Linked DNA regions of Sus scrofa: region 1 is linked to region 2. The links are chromatin contacts, called in public HiChIP or PLAC-seq maps. All regions are on one chromosome and are shown on one strand. The core of a region is the stretch at or near the end of the contact, and the rest is flanking DNA. Distances in the headings are between cores, read along the strand shown.

The links. HiChIP or PLAC-seq counts read pairs in DNA pulled down with a chosen protein or histone mark.
Region 1: an H3K27ac HiChIP or PLAC-seq map of alveolar macrophages shows a contact between it and region 2. The contact joins the enhancer-like site here to the promoter of UFD1 in region 2. A contact is called at or near these places in 4 of 5 promoter capture datasets (fetal liver, fetal skeletal muscle and liver), 29 of 47 Hi-C or Micro-C datasets (adipose tissue, alveolar macrophages, blood and 16 more) and 2 of 2 datasets of contacts at active chromatin or transcription factors (alveolar macrophages and skeletal muscle).

What each region holds. Positions count from the first base shown.
Region 1 is chr14:51,237,786-51,241,375 of Sscrofa11.1, reverse strand. No RefSeq gene overlaps it. Among named protein-coding and RNA genes, the nearest start is that of SEPT5, 13 kb to the left of the region's middle. Within about 2 kb of position 1,930, at least 3 of the 83 cell types and tissues checked have an H3K27ac peak or open chromatin away from gene starts, as enhancers often do. A contact at or near this core is called in alveolar macrophages, where this site is marked.
Region 2 is chr14:51,131,139-51,134,721 of Sscrofa11.1, reverse strand. UFD1 (ubiquitin fusion degradation protein 1 homolog) reads left to right here and starts at 1,902. Exons shown (of 12, transcript XM_001929622.7): 1 at 1,902-2,047. CDC45 (cell division control protein 45 homolog) reads right to left here and starts at 1,611. Exons shown (of 17, transcript XR_002338936.1): 1 at 1,135-1,611; 2 at 945-1,004; 3 at 193-285.

The DNA.
Region 1 (3,590 bases), core at 681-3,180, 110 kb before region 2:
ATCTGGCAGATGAACAGACCTCTATTAGCAAAATGAGAGAAACAAATTTTCCTCAAACAAAGTCCCAGACAAACATAAAGATCTCGCACTTTCTCACCCAATGCCAGCTGCCCCTGGTGCCTCCCTGAGGCCGTTCCCTCTGGGGAAGAAGAACGTTCTCTGGGGAGGGGGCTCAGGCGCTGAGCGGTCAGCCTCCACTTGGAGAGGATCAGGCACCTGCCAGACATGCAAACACCCTGTACACCCTTACAAGGATCACGGTGAGGGCCAGGCGGGAGGGACAGGGTGGCACAGCCCTGAGTGTCTGCTGAGCCCTGGGATTTGGCTATTCTGGTGGAAACCACACACACCCAGGCCAGAGAAAAAGATGCAGACTACTCATCGGTCTTTTGTACACACCTACTGACAGGTGGAGGGATCTTTGGATGGATTACGTTGTAAATGTTAAAACTAGTCTCACTTGTTTTTCTCTCTTTCTCTCTCTCTCTCTCTTTTTTTTTTTTGTTTGTTTTTTGGGGCTGCACCTGCGGCATACATATGGAGGTTCCCAGGCCAGGGGTCCAATTGGAGTTGTAGGTGCCTGCCTACGCCAGAGCCACAGCAATACCAGATCCGAGCTGTGTCTTCAACCTACACCACAGCTCATGGCGACACAGGATCCTTAACTCACTGAGCGAGGCCAAGGATCAAACCTGCATCCTCATGGATGCTAGTCAGATTCATTAACCACTGAACCATGACAGGAACTCCTCTCTTTATTTTTTTAATGTGGCTCCCAGAAAATTTTTATCCGGCATGTAGCTTGCATTGATCTGGAAAATTCAGGAACAGACCCAAGCTCCTCTGGAGACTTAGTATTTGCAAAAGGCGAGGGAAAGTGGGTTTTCTGAACAAAAGTGGGGTGGGAAAACAGGGAAGCCATCTAGAAACAGGTGTGATCAGATGCAACCCTCACTCCTTTAGAAAGCTAAGCTGCAAATGGACCAAACCTCAGAAGCAGTCAACGAAAACACACAGGTGATAACAGCAGAGATATGAATTCCCTGGGTGAATTCACTGGCAGGAGAGATATGAATTCCCTGAGTGAATTCCCTGGCAGGAGGTGTGTGGGGACTCAAAACTCCACACCCAAGAAAAGACAAGACACAGTTACAGAAAATCACATCACTGCCATGGTAAAGGGAGCATAAAGAAAGAGATGGATCATGACAAGTGGAGAGAGAACATCTGGGGCCTGCGGGCAAAGTCTCAGTAGCCAGGGGGCCAAAGACACAGACAAGGCTGAACACACACCATACACATGGGCCGGGTGCCCAGGTTAACTCACACCAGGGGTCCCAGGGGGCGGGTGACATCTAGTGAGACTGCATATCCCTTCCGCTGGGATCTGTGTCCCGGCCTCCAGGAATGTGCCACAGTGCGAAGACTGGGCATTACAAGCATGGGCACAGTCTAGAACTGCTGAGCAGCAGCCTGGGGGTGCCTTGAGGCCTGGGTTCTGGGGGATAAAATGAGCCAGCACCCCCATCTCCAAAAAAAGAGGGGTGGAGGTGAGGAGTGGAACTGCCCCTCCCTGATGGAGCACCAGCGAGCCTGGAGGACGGGAAGGGCTGAGAGGCAGCCAAAGTGCCAGGGGCCTGAGCAGTAGGGGGGGAGAGGGGGGAGGGCAGGCAGGGGCAGGCTCAAGAGGTCAAGACCCCCACTGTAACTTGCTGAGAGGGACCAGGGCAGTTTTGGGGGTGGCATGGCCAGGCCAGTGTTCTGGAGGAACAATGTGGCAGTGGCAGCGTCCTGGGAGGAAGGGAGTTGGGGTGATGCCTCCCAGCTGGGAGACCACAGCCGGCTGGCCAGGGCCTCAGCATGTGGTTGGAGAGGAGAGGGAAGGGGCCGATGGCAGAAGGAAGGCAGGATGGATGGCGAGATGCAGAGGGAGGTAGTGAAGCAACGTCTGTGGCTGCTCTATTTTGAGAACGATACTGCAGTGGTTTCCACCTTCATTGGCTGTGGCCACAAATTAGAAAGCAAACTGCAAGCTCGGGGGCGCTGTGGCCCTGACGCCCCACCCCTCCACCCTCCTTGGGACCCTGGTCAACCCCTCCTGTGTACACCATCTGCCCAGCTGCACGGCACACAGGGTCCATAGGCACAGGATGTGGCTGCAGTTGGAGTGCTACCCCAAGAGGCAGCAGGTAGGGAGGTGCATGGCTTGCGATGTAGAAAGCACCTCCCAGCCCCCCACCAGGCCCTGCCCCCAGGGCCCCCGCTCCCAGATGTGTGGAAATGGTGGTGTGGTGCAATGCATTTCTTTAGCAGCTATAACCCAAGAGGGAGCCTGGCCCACACTGAGAGCAGACAAATGGGCTCTGGGAGGGAGACCAGCTGACAGCCCACGTAGCCCCTGTGGCTCACCGTCTCTACGGGTCCCTGGTGCCCTTCACCTAGTTTCTCCAAGTGGTAATATCTTGCAGAACTACAGGACATTTCAACCGGATGCCAAAGGTTGGGACAGAGGGTGGTTTATCATCAGGACCCTCCTGTGGCCCTTTCATAGCCACACCCACTTCCCTCCTGCCATCCACAACCAGTCATCAGTTTTCCTTTTTTATAATTTTTTCATTTCAACAGTTTTTAAAATATAAATGGAATCATATGCAGGCAAACCTCCTTTTATTGCACTTCAAAGATATGGCTTTTTTTTTTTTTTTCCTAACCAAATGAAGGTTTGTGGCAAGTCTCTCAGCACCACTTTCCCAACAGTATTTACTCACTTCTCGCCTCTGTGCCACATTTTGGTAATTCTTGCACTACTTCTGTTCTTTTCTTTTTAGGGCCACACCCATGGCATATGGAAGTTCCCAGGCTAGAGGTTGAATTGGAGTTGCAGCTGCTGGCCTACACCACAGCCATAGCAATGCCAGATTGGAGCTGTGTCTGCGACCTACACCACAGCTCATGGCAACACTGGATCCTTAACCCACTGAGTGAGGCCAGGGGTCAAATCCACATCTTCATAGTTACTCATCGGCTTTGTTACCACTGAGCCGCAAGGGGAACTCCAATCCTCGTAATATTTAAAACTTTTTCATTATGGAGTTTCTGTCATGGCTCAGTGGTTAACGAATCCAACTAGGAACCATGAGGTTGCGGGTTCTATCCCTGTCCTCACTCAGTGGCTTAAGGATTTGGCATTGCTGTGAGCTGTGGTGTACGTCGAAGACGCGGTTCGGATACTGTGTTCCTGTGGCTGTGGTATAGGCCAGTGGCAACAGCTCTGATTAGACCCCTAGCCTGGGAACCTCCATATGCCACAGGTGCGGCCCTAGAAAAGACAAAAAAACAAAACAAAACAAAACAAAAAAAACCAAAAACACTTTTTCATTATTATGTTTGTAGGGCCATCTGTTATCAATGACCTCTGATGTTACTACTACAACTTGCTATAGGCTCAGAGGATGGTTAGCACTTTTCAGCAATAAAGTATTTTTAAGTTAAGGTATATACATTGTTTTTTAGACATAGCACTGTTGCATATTAAGAGACTACTGTCTAGTGTAAACCTAACTTTTATTTGCACTGGGAAACCAAAAAAA
Region 2 (3,583 bases), core at 653-3,152:
CCTACACCACAGCCAGAGCAATGCCAGATCCAAGCCATGTCTGTGACCTACACCACAGCTCACGGCAACACCGGATCCTTAACCCACTGAGCTAGGCCAGGGATCGAACCCACATCCTCGGGTTTGTTAACTGTTGAGCCACGAAGGGAACTCCCTAAAGAAGCCTACTATTCTCAAATGCATCTCTCATACCTGCTCTTTATGCTCAAGAAATGCAGTTTCAAGTTCTTGCCACCCAGAAACTGGAACCAGCGTATATGGCACGTGGTCACACTGGAACAGGGCCTGGAGAAAGAGTATTTTCAAAACCTATTAGGATGTCTGCAATCTACCTTGAAATGCACTTAAAAAAAAAAGAGTTGAAAGATAAAAACACCTGATAAAGTAAGGTTAGTAAAATGTTGATGATGGGCACACAAATGTTCACTGTACCATTCTGTCAACTTCGCTGAAAACCACTAAAGGAAAACACGGTTGGAAAGCTGACCTAGGTTTTCTGAGCGGATCCTGACCCAAGGGCCTAATCGAAGTTCATGGAAACACTACACTCTGTGCAGCGACCTTTTCTAACAAGAATCGTCATCTCCGGGACTGCTTATGACACCAGGGTGCCCGCAGCCCTCTGCCTCAAACCCCACAGAAAGAAGCCGCTACGGGTCTCAGGTCTCCCCGATGCAGCCTAGGTTACTGCAGACACACTAACTAGTCTCCTTGCTTTCTGCTTAGTTCTCCTCTAACCCACCCAACACTGTCCCGCCAGGGAAGAGCCCTCGCCCCAGGCCGAGCTCTCGCCCAGGAGGGGGTCCTTGCCCCGCCCCTCCCCTTGCCCTGTTCCCCCCTCCCTTTGCCCTGTCCCCCCTCCCCTTGCCCTGACCCCCACCCTTGCCCTGTCCCTCCCCTCCCTTGCCCTGTCCCCCGCCCGCCGGCCAGGTCTGCAGCCTCACCTGAAGGATCTTGCAAGCGCACAGAGCGTCCACGTCCGAGGCCACGAAGAGAAGGACCCTCTACCGGGGGGGAGGGGGGGAGCGAGTTTGCCGAGCGTTTATACACGAATCCCGGCCCCTCCCGCCCCCCACGGCCACACCCCCTCAGCCCTTCCCCGACAAGGCCTCGGGCGCCCAAGGCAGGGATCACCTGACTCTGGACCACCTCGTAGAATTCCTTGCGGAAATCGGACACGAACATGGCCACGGCGGCGGGATAGCCCGAACGCGCGCGGGGACCGAGAGCCCGGAAACCGTCAAGACTCCCGCCAAATCAGGGCTCTTTCGATTGGCCCAGGGACAAACCAGCGACCCTCGGCTCCCAGACTTTTCTCCTTTCTGATTGGCCTGTTTGGAGGGCGGGCACTAGCGCTCCGCCGTTCACGGCTGGAAGACTTCGGCCTGCCCCAAAGGGGCATCTGCCACAGGCTGGACGCGCTGGTGGTTGCGCATGTTAACGCTGACTCCGTTTAACTGGAAACCCGACGCTCGGTGTTTATCTTTACTTTGGGAAGAAAAGCCTACTGCCCCTCACTGAGACCTCTAGAAAAAAGAAACCTTCCCTCTGCAAATTAAATTCGTGTGTACATCAAAGAGTGCTTCCGTTTAGGATTTCAATTGGCTCGCGGCCTGGTTCAAGGGCGGAAGGGTGTCTTACTTCCGCCCGAGTCTTGGATGGCCGCGGCAGACGCCGGAGGTCTGCGTGCATTCTGGGTAACTTAAGCGGAAGGGGCGTTAATCCCATCAAACTCTTCTGGAGGGGGCACTGTCAAACTGCAGTTTAAAATAATCATGAAAGGTAGTCTAGAGTGCACATGTTAGGAAGGAAGGGGTATTTAAGCGCTCACTCAAGGAAACCTTGTACCCTGGCGCCTTTGCCTTTGTCCCTTGACCCAGCTGCGCCCTCCTCGCGCGCCTCTCCCGGAAGTGTAGGTGCGGTATTTCCGGTGAGTCCCGGATGTCCGCGCGAGGCGGCGGCGGTAGCGGCGGCTGTGAGGAGAAGTCGGCTTCCACCGCAACGTTCTTTGGCAAAGCGCACCTGCTAGGCCGAGGGGTCCACCATGGTGAGTGGCGGGGCAGGCTGGGGTCGGGGCCGGGGGCGGGGCGGGAGCTCGGCGAGCGAACGTGCAGCCGAGGAGGTGCCGACTCACCGGCCTGAGCCTTCCGCGGGCGCCTTCGCCCTCCGTTTCGAGGCTCTAGACCTGTGACGGCTTCCCTCAAACGAGCCCTGGATGGACTGGTAGGCTGAGGGGCAAGGGCGCGGGCGCTCGGGGCCCGTCCCCCAACTGAGCCCTGCCGGCTTGCGACGCCGCCACGCTGCCCGTGGCTCCCCTGGCCCTCTTACCTCTCAGTCCTGGGCCCCAGCGATGCCTCTGGAGGCGGGGGCGAGGTGTAGAGGCTGGGGGAGTGAGACTTGGAAGTCAGGCCTGGCTGTACCGCTGTTTGTCACCAGAGGGTCGCGCGTTTGCTTTGTCAAGAGTTTAAGCTGAGTGCGTCAGTGCCCAGTCCACCGAACAAGCGAGTATCCTCGTGCTCTGGGCTGAGCGCTCCGCGTCGGGATCATAAGGGGAAGGTTGAGGGCAGGTTGGGACCCGGTGTTCAACACCTTGTGTACGCGGTCCTTTTTGTGTTGCACCCAGAAGAAAGGGCTTAGAGGTGGGGTTCGAGTGACGAGGCGCCCACTCACCCAGAAGCAGAAGCGCCGTGTATTTGTTATGCCTCTGGCCATGATTTTGTTGAACTGAGTTCTGTTTTTTTTTTTTCCTCCCCCCTTTTTTTGTCTTTTTGTCTTTTCTAGGGCCGCTCCCGCGGCATATGGAGGTTCCCAGGCCAGGGGTCTGTTCGGAGCTGTAGTCTCTGGCATAGGCCACAGCCACAGCAACATGGGATCTGAGCTGCGTCTGCGACCTACACCACAGCTCACGGCAACGCTGGATCCTTAACCCACTGAGCAAGGCCAGGGGTTGAACCCACAACCTCATGGTTCCTAGTTGGATTTGTTAACCACTGAGCCACGACGGGAACTCCAGTTTGTACATTTTTAAGTGTAAAGTTTAGTGGTGTTAAGTACATTCACATTGTTGCATAGTAGATCTACAGAACTTTTTTATCTTGAAAAATTGAAACTCTGTCCCCATTAAACAATTCCTCTTCCCCCAGCCCCTGGCAACCACCACCACCATTTTTTTCCTCTCTGCGAATTTGACTTACTCTAAGTACCTCATGTAAATAGAATCACGCAGTATTTGTCCTTTTGTGTTTGGCCTATTACACTGAGCAGAATGTCCTCAGAGTTCATTACCGTTAGAGCAAATGTTGGAACTTCCTTCCTCTTTAGAGCCAAACAATATTCCATTGTATGGATGGACCACGTTTTCTTTCTTCATTCATTTGTCGATGGGTGTTTGGATTGTTTCCAGCTCTTTGCTCTTGTAAATAGCCCTCCTGTGACTGTCAGTGTACAAATACATATTTTCAAGACCCAGCTTCTCATTGTTTTGGATTTATACCCTATTGTGCAATTTCATATTCTTTCTTTTTGAAATGTCACAGTAATTGCAGTACTTCAAGAAGACTCTAGGTTGCTGGGCAACACATTT